Regions from separate parts of the Sus scrofa genome. Here region 1 is linked to region 2. The links are chromatin contacts, called in public Hi-C maps. All regions are on one chromosome and are shown on one strand. The core of a region is the stretch at or near the end of the contact, and the rest is flanking DNA. Distances in the headings are between cores, read along the strand shown. Region 1 holds the start of TGIF1 (TGFB induced factor homeobox 1). Region 2 overlaps DLGAP1 (disks large-associated protein 1).

Evidence for each region. A called contact is a pair of places that touch in the nucleus more often than the background predicts.
Region 1: a contact with region 2 is called in a Hi-C map of embryonic fibroblasts, with 2.8 times the contacts expected there. The contact joins the promoter of TGIF1 here to the enhancer-like site in region 2. A contact is called at or near these places in 2 of 5 promoter capture datasets (liver and skeletal muscle), 25 of 47 Hi-C or Micro-C datasets (adipocytes, alveolar macrophages, blood and 14 more) and 2 of 2 datasets of contacts at active chromatin or transcription factors (alveolar macrophages and skeletal muscle).

Annotation. Positions count from the first base shown.
Region 1 is chr6:103,232,684-103,236,850 of Sscrofa11.1, forward strand. TGIF1 (TGFB induced factor homeobox 1) reads right to left here and starts at 1,773. Exons shown (of 4, transcript NM_001244289.1): 1 at 1,577-1,773; 2 at 1,141-1,325. The coding sequence starts at 1,156.
Region 2 is chr6:103,131,642-103,135,507 of Sscrofa11.1, forward strand. The region is part of intron 7 of DLGAP1 (disks large-associated protein 1); the gene reads left to right. Among named protein-coding and RNA genes, the nearest start is that of TGIF1, 100 kb to the right of the region's middle. Within about 2 kb of position 1,805, at least 69 of the 83 cell types and tissues checked have an H3K27ac peak or open chromatin away from gene starts, as enhancers often do. A contact at or near this core is called in alveolar macrophages, embryonic fibroblasts, epiblast stem cells and 7 more, where this site is marked.

The sequences.
Region 1 (4,167 bases), core at 523-3,022, 100 kb after region 2:
GAAATTCAAGGTGAAAGCGTGGCCGTAGGAACCCTCTAGGGTTCGACGCTGCCCCACTAACATGAGTGTTTCAATTGTATTTGCAGGACGAGTCTGTAAGAATGTGCAGCTAGAAAAACTCCAGCCGCTGCTGGGCATGCGCAGTAGCGCCACCCCACCCCGCCCGCGCTGGCTTCCCCGAGCGATTAACTTCTGTTTTGAACCACTCGACATAAATCACAACAGAAAAGCCAACTCCAGCCCACGGCGGAAGGTTTGGGGGAACCTCCCAATCAGGGACTCAAAAGTTAACTTCAAAAGGGAGTTAACATCCTTTGACCTTTCGTGGTGGTGGGTTCCCTCCCCCCCTTTTTTTTCCTGTGTATTTTGTTTTTAAATCTGACTGACGGCAACTTTTAGTTGTAAGGCTGCCAGAGCGCTCGGTGGAAACAATGACAGGCTCACTCTTTGCATGTCACACTTGGACTCATTCTGACTGCACGCTGCTTGCCCTCAGTGCTAACTCTTCCTCTTGCCCCAAATTCAACGTGGGAAAACTTTTAAGAGTCTGGGAATCCTGAAAGGTCTAGTTTTCCAAAGGTACCGACACCTCGGAGCGATCTTGGGTCCAGAGTTGCATTCCTCCGATTGTGAAAACGCCCCATCCCTGGAGTAGAGCGGGCCCGGCCGGGAGTGAGTGGGGCCCAGGAGCCCAACTTTCAAACAAAGGCGCCTCGGCTCCAACGTCCGGACCACCCCGGGTCCTGTCCTGGAAAAGCCGGGCGGAGGTGCTCCCGACCCGAACCCCACTCCCCTGCCCGCGAGAAAGAGCGAAAAGCCACGCGGCGGTTCTGCGGAGTGTGGGGTATCGGCGGAGACAATGAAACTTGGAGGAGCACAAACAAGGCGGTGCGCGTGTTTTTTGACAACGTGCCAGCAGCGTGGAGAGGCCCGTCTCCCCACAACAGCCCCTCGTGTTGTGTCTAGAAGGAAAGGAGCAACTGCCATTTCAGACGCAGCCTCAACAAAGACGACGGTCGCCGCTGAGGCCGGCGAGCCACTGGGGCGGAAAAGTCCACCAAGTCACTATCGCCCCAAGCCCAGGGCCGCCCCGCGAGCACGTTTCCCCGGGACCCGCGCCCGCAGCCCGTGGAGCCTCACCTTTCTTGCTTTTCATTCTGGAGCTCCCCTTCCAGCGCGAGGCAGCGCTGGGGTCTCGAGGGGCCAGGAGCGGGGGTGGAGGGGCCAAGCGATTGTCCTCCTTCCTGGCCGACTCTCCCGTAACTTGTAGGACGCGCTCCAGCCGTTATTGCTAAACAAGGCGCTCCGATCCCAGGCGCCCGCTCCTTGGGTGGAATTCAAGTGACACTTGGGCTTCCTCCGGCCGGGATCTTCTGGCAGCCGGCCGGGGTCTCTCCCTCGCCCAACTCGCTCCCCTCCCCACTCCGCTCCTTTGTTCCCCGCTCCTGCTCGGCGCACCTCAGCGCTGTCAGAGTGAGCGAGGCGAGGAGGGAAGGTACAGGAGGTCCTGCCTCCGCCCCCAGCCGCCCGCCCCGTCCCCCGCCCGCCCGGCCGCTCCTCCGCCCCTCCCCCGCACCTTCCAGCCGGAGAGGACGGCACCGAGCGCCGCCGCAGCCGCGCCGCCTCACTCCGCGCCCCCAGGCCGCTGTCACTCGTCCCTCGTGGGGGTGGCGGAGCCCAGAAACGTGATCTGGTCTCCCTGCTGCGCGCACGCCGCCTGCCCCGGCAGCGGCGGCGACACCAGCCGAGCGCCGCGAGTTTCTCCTGTGGGCCTTTCTTCCCGGGGCTGGGGAGGGTGCGTTTGGTTTGGTTTGGTTTGGTTACGAAATTGCAACAGATGGGAAAAAGGCCGTCCCCTCCTCCACCCCGGGGAAGAAAAGGCTCCTTTCGTTTTTGACAGCTGCCTCAACTCCACGGTCCCAGCTCTAGCCGCAGGAGAAGACAGCGGCTGCTGATTCAAGGGGCGGAGCTCCGTAGGAAAAGTATTCGGGACAAGAACCAACTTCTTCCAGAATGCGCGGCTGCCATTGACACGCGGGCGCGGCGCGGCGCACCCTTCTCCTCCCGGGGCTCTTCCTCCAACTGCTACGGGGGAGGGGGGGCGAGGGGGGAGGATGAGACACAGACACCCCAGGCTAAAGTCTGTTCCTCCCGGCTAAAGCTGCGAGTTCCGGACTGGATTGTAAGGCAGTTTCGAAATCTAACACGTTGCGGACAGACACTTGTCATGCTCACATGCTCTTTAAAAGTCTCTGCCTGGGGACGGCCCGGACGCTCCGCCTGCCCGGCTGAGACTCGGCCGGACACTCCGGGCCCAGGCAGCTGCCGCCTCTATGTGAAGGGGGCTACCACACCCTGGGCTGCTCATCTGTTTCGGTAAAGAGTCTACTTTTTATGACTTAAATCCTGCTGGGCCCCCACCCCCCATTTCAAACAGAAACTAACCATTAAGTAAACATGTGTTCCCGTTGGCTTATTTTGGTTGAGAGTCGAGAGAACTCCAACAAGAGTTCCTAGATGAAATAACCCTTTAAAAAGACCGGATGCTGTCTGGACGATTTCAAGAAACGCAAGCAAGCCCCCTCCCCTCCCTCTCCTCTGGGTGCAGTTTTCGCGAGTGTCTGTGCCGTTGTTTTGAAGTAAATGAACTGTCACATGCCACACTAAGACCTTCCCCATCACTTAAAAACAACAACAACAACAACAAAAAACCCCAAACATAAATAAACCTAGTAAGACATCAGCGCCCAAGCCTGTCTCCAGTTTCTGCTCTGTGCTGTTTTTGTTTTGTAACCTCGATGGAGAACCCAGCAGTAGCTCCGGGGAAATAAGGTTCAGCCCAAGGAGGAATGAAGCAGCCAAACGATGACTAACTAGACTTTGGAGCCTCTGTTTTAGGATTACACTGAAAATTAGAGCCAGTCACCCACCCACGCACCCTCCCCAAAAAAGACACCCCCGACCGGAGAGTGAATTAAGGCCAGAGTTTACAAAGCCTGGGTGGTTTTTCCAATTACAGGACTTAAAATGAATAAACAAGGAAAAAAGTCACTCTTAAGAAGGCAGCAACCTTACAGTTTTGTTTTTTTCCTGTGGTATGCCGACTGCTCGGCACCTAAGAGAACACATCTAAAATGGCAAAAGGAGAAACAAGGTCCTGGGGGAAACCACCAGCCCGGAGGCTCCCCTGCAACTTGCTGGAGCGCAGTTCCTTCCCGGCCTGGCTAGAGATGAATCAGCCGCTGCGCCGGAGCGCAAGACAGATGTAGGGCGGGAGGGGGCCGCCCGTTAGCGGGCCGCTAGCTTCTCGCATTTGAAGGGTTGGCTGTGGCCGGGATTGGTGGCTCACGTCCGCTGGGGACGGAAGAAGGGGGAGGAGGGATGAAGGAGGAGGAGCCCGGGAGGCCGACGCTGCGACTCAGCGGTCTGAGTGGCAGGAGCCTCGTCTGGAGCCCGGGCGGTTACTGGGGAGACGCTTTGTTTGCTAACTTCGAAAGCCGCTCAGGCTGCCTGGGCCGCTTTCGAAGCCACTCAACAAAACACGCCTTCGGGTCGGCTTCATCCAACCCCCGGTCGCTTTCCCCCGCTCGAGACAAACTCGTTTCCTTCTTCCGCGTGGTTCTCCGACGCCGCGCGGTGGCTCTCATTATGTACACAAAGGTATCTTTCCCTTCGTCTACGTGAACATTGGCGAATGACTGCAGGTCTCAGGCAACCGGGATGGAAATCTAGGGTTGAAGTGAGTTTATAGCTAGAAAACAAACTTTACAGCGGTAGGGGGAGGGGCGCAGAGAATAAAAGGCTCTTCCAAATGGCGAGGAGGAAAAAAGTGGAACTTTCATCTCTTGCTGGAGGTCTGGTTGGACCCGGGCAATGCTAATTCTTTGCTCGAGCCAATCTTAGAAGCAGTCATTTTAGCAGGCGAGGTGCTCCAGAGAGGTATCGTTCTGCGTGATGCCCCCCCCCCCGTAGATGTCCCCTCCTGCACCCCCAAGGCCCGTTCCAAACTTGTTTGAAGCTTTGGATTGTTGTTGCAGAAACTCAGAAGAAAGTGCCTGCACTCTGGCGAGGAAGACAACCCAGAAGAGTGGGCTTGGAAAACCAGCAATTGCTTAGGATATTTTTGTTTATTTGCTTTTCTCAAGGTGGAGAAACAAGTTTCAGCTC
Region 2 (3,866 bases), core at 555-3,054:
GACCGCCGGCCCTGAATCTTCCCTTCCTGTCAACAGTCCATTCAACCCAGGAAGACCTGCTGACCTGGCTGGGACAGATTTTGAAAAATATGCACAGTTACCAACATGAGGAAAAAAAAAAACAAAAAACCAAAACACCCTAAGTCCTAGAGGAAGTGGTATATCTGATGTAGTGGTAGAAATCACTTCAACAAGTTGTGGAACAAATGGAAATTTAAGCCCAAGAGATGAAACTGCCAGGGCAGCCGCTGGTGTGTGTGGATGACTCAACAGCACCTGTTGGGGAGGCTGGGAAAATGAACCGTGAAATCCTGATGGCTTTCCCTCCTGGAAGCAACGGCCATGCCTTGCAAATTAGTGAGTGAGCCTGGTGTTCTCAACATCCTGACACGAAACTTTGTGCCTCGTTCTCTGAAGGCTGTGACTCACCTCAGCTACTGGTCAAATGATTCTTACTCAGAGCCCTTGGTTTGTAATCTGGAACGTTAAAGGATCGAGTCAAGGACTAGCCAGATGTCTGCTGCCTTTCAAGATGTTCCTTTGAAATGACTGATTTCAGGCAAGAACTGGTTTTACATATGGTAACCCTCCATTTCTCAGAGTGGTTAACTTCTTGCCAAGCTTCATTAAAGGTTCCCATGAGAGGCTTCAGATCTCAGTGCCTGGACCTGGGCCTTCTAAAATGACTTTCCTCCAAACAACACTTAACTTCCTTTAATTTAGTTAATTAATGGAACTTTCTGAAGAGAACAGCGGCTTTGATCTGAACCTCTTTCTTAGTTTTCTTAACATTTCCGGAAAGGGACAAAGGGGGCTGCCCTTGCAACTGACTAGAGCTACCAGGGCCTCACAACTGTAATCCTTCCTCCAAATCAGGGACCGGATTGCTCCGAAGGAGGGAGGAGCCCAGGAGAGGAAGAAGCCTTGGTTAAAAAGACTGCCCTGGGCATTTTCGTGGGTGTTTGCCCCACACAGAGATAAAAGAGCTAAGGTGGGGCTGCAAAGCAGGCTCTCTGGGAGGCTGGGCCAGCAGTTTGGGAATCCTAAATCATCTTTGCAAATAAACTAACAGGAAACCAGTGAAGGGAATTAGAAATGTTTCTACCTGAGAGAAAGGCTTCTGCAAACAATCGACAAATTCAGATAAAAATGGAAAATGCCAGTCCCACCCAGCAGAACCCTCGTTTTCTTGGCTATTCATCCTCACTGCCATCCACTTAACCAAAGAGCGGCAGCAGCTTTTGCTTTTCAACTTGCCAAGGTAACAAAAACTGTTGCCCTAGCAGCTGCTGGGGGGGGGGGGGAAGGTCAGCACCCTCAACCCAGAGCTCTTACCCTTAATTTTAAGGTGGTAAATTAAAAAGCAAGACATTCTGGGTCTTGACTTACTCTTTGCGTTTTTTTCTGGAAGACAAAAGCAGCCAAGCCATCCCCCTTCCTTGTGACTTACCTGGGAGCCGAGCCTCGGATTTCCAGGTACATCGGTGATGTTCCGAGATTGGTCACCAGGGGGCGCTCGAGAGCGGGCTGCCTGCAGCAATACTTTGTTTTCTCAGACTGAGCTGGGAGGGAGGGGGGGTGGTGAGGGAGATGCCGCTGGCTTTAAAAAAAAAATCCTTTTGTTCTCTGAAATCCTGCTGCCTGCCGTTTTAGAAGGCAAAGGTTGCCACGTTACCTGTTGCCAGGTTCCTGCGAGTGCTTGGGGAAAATGTGGGCGACAAAGGTAACGCACAAAGTCCTCGGGCTCGGTGGCTTTCAAGCCCTTTGGCCGGGCTGGGCGCTGACATTTGGAGCGCAGCTGCGGCGATCGGCCCAGCATTGTTGGGTTGTAGTTCTAACAGAGGAGTGGCTGCGTCTGACATCATTTCCAGGCATGGAGTGCCTGGGGCTTTTTTTTCTTTCCTTCTTTCTTTTCTTTTTTTAATGACTAACTTTCTAACCCCCCCCCCCCACACACACACACACACGCACACCCCGGTTTGGGACAGTACACGCACTGTGCACGACAAGCCTCACCTCAGGAAGCCCAAGTTTTGTAGCAACTTGTTAAAATAACTCGGGTGCCTCAGGAAAAAAAAAAATCTGTGACTCTGAAACAAACCTTGCCATTCTTCCTCTGAGAACAATGTTGTGTTTGATTTGCAGCAGAAAGCGCTGCTCTCCCCGGCTACTATCGACTGAATAGATCTCGGAGCCAGACAAGCTGAGGCTTGGGCGTTTGTCTGGCATTAGGAAGTGTCTGGAATACTAGTAACTACCCACTGGCAAGTCCTATGACTACAAAAGTTATTACAGCAGCCCTCCCTCTCTGTCCACATCCCGCTCCGCCCCCTACACCCTCACACAGGCCCTGCTTTTTTCTACTTGACCGAGGAAAGGTTAGCTGTTCCTGCGGTTTCCGTGGAGGATGGCTCTGGTGGAAATCGTTCTCACAGCCTCTTCCCTTGAGCCAAAACTAACCAGGGGGAAGGCCAGCAGCGGCCCGGGTCCCCTCAGAAGCCCCGGCCCCGCCCCCGCGGCCCTGGGATGGCCACCCTCTCCCCGTGGGGCCAGCAGGGCGCGGACCACTGACCAGCACACTTTGGGTGGCCTGTACATGTTGAGCTGTAAATATTTTGAAAGAAGGCGGTTATTTTTCCCCGTGTGGTGTTTTTTGCGGCGTTTCTCCCTTTGGCAGCAGTTTTCAAGCTGCATGGGCACACCCCTTGCTGACCCATCCACATGCATGCATCCTCCTCACCTTTGCCCAGGTCCTGCAGCTGGGAGCCGTCTCCTGGAATTTGTCACAGAAAGCATTAAGCTTTACTGGCCAAGGCATTTAAGGTTTAATAGCAGATGAGTCCAGGTGATTTGAGTGAAGGAAAAGAGGTGGCATTTGGAGGCCAGAGAACACTAACTCTACCACCTCGTAGCTGCATGACTTAGAGCAATCAGTTACCTGCCCTGAGCCTCTGTCTTACCATCATATATATATATGGGTTTAGTGAGATCTCCCTGGGTCTCGAGACCCTGTCTATTAAATTCGCACGGAGCTCCCGTCGTGGCGCAGTGGTTAATGAATCTGACTAGGAACCATGAGGCTGCGGGTTCAGTCCCTACCCTTGCTCAGTGGGTTAACGATCCGGCGTTGCCGTGAGCTGTGGTGTAGGTTGCAGACCGGCTCGGATCCCGCGTTGCTGTGGCTCTGGCGTAGGCTGGCGGCTACAGCTCCGATTCGACCCAGAGCCTGGGAACCTCCATATGCCGCAGGAGCGGACCAAAGAAATAGCAAAAAAAAAAAAAAAAAAAGCCCCCAAAAATAATAATAATAAAAATAAAATAAAATAAATTTGCAGCGCGTTGAATGTTACAAAGGATGGTGATTAGGTTGATCTCACGGCAGATGAAAGTCAAGACACGCTCCATCTCATCATCTTTGTTTTCACCTGGGCTTGTGCTTTTATCCTGGGAACACACCCTGGCCAAACCATCAACTTTTCTGGTGCTTAGTAGGGGGTCTGGCCTGGGGAGTGTGTCACCATGGGGAGCATGGCTCCCACAGTTTGTTGTAAGTTCAGCCCCTCTGGGTCAGCCTGCCTGGAAGCAGCAGCAGCAGCAGCAAACTTCTCTGTTAGGAGTTTTATCTTCATTGGTGCCAAGATCTGTTCCCAGGATGCCAGAACAGTCCTATCTGCTACCAACAGCCTGTGGGTAACTCTCCTGGCTTCCTGCTTTGGCTGTTTATCATCCCTCTCAATGGGCCCCTACTTCTCTGACTCTTTTCTGGGTTCTATTCATAAAGCCACAGGAGCTCTGGCTTGGGAGGCAACTCTGCTCACCACTATACCACCAACGCACACTGGGAGCTCCAGTCTGAAAGAAGTCTT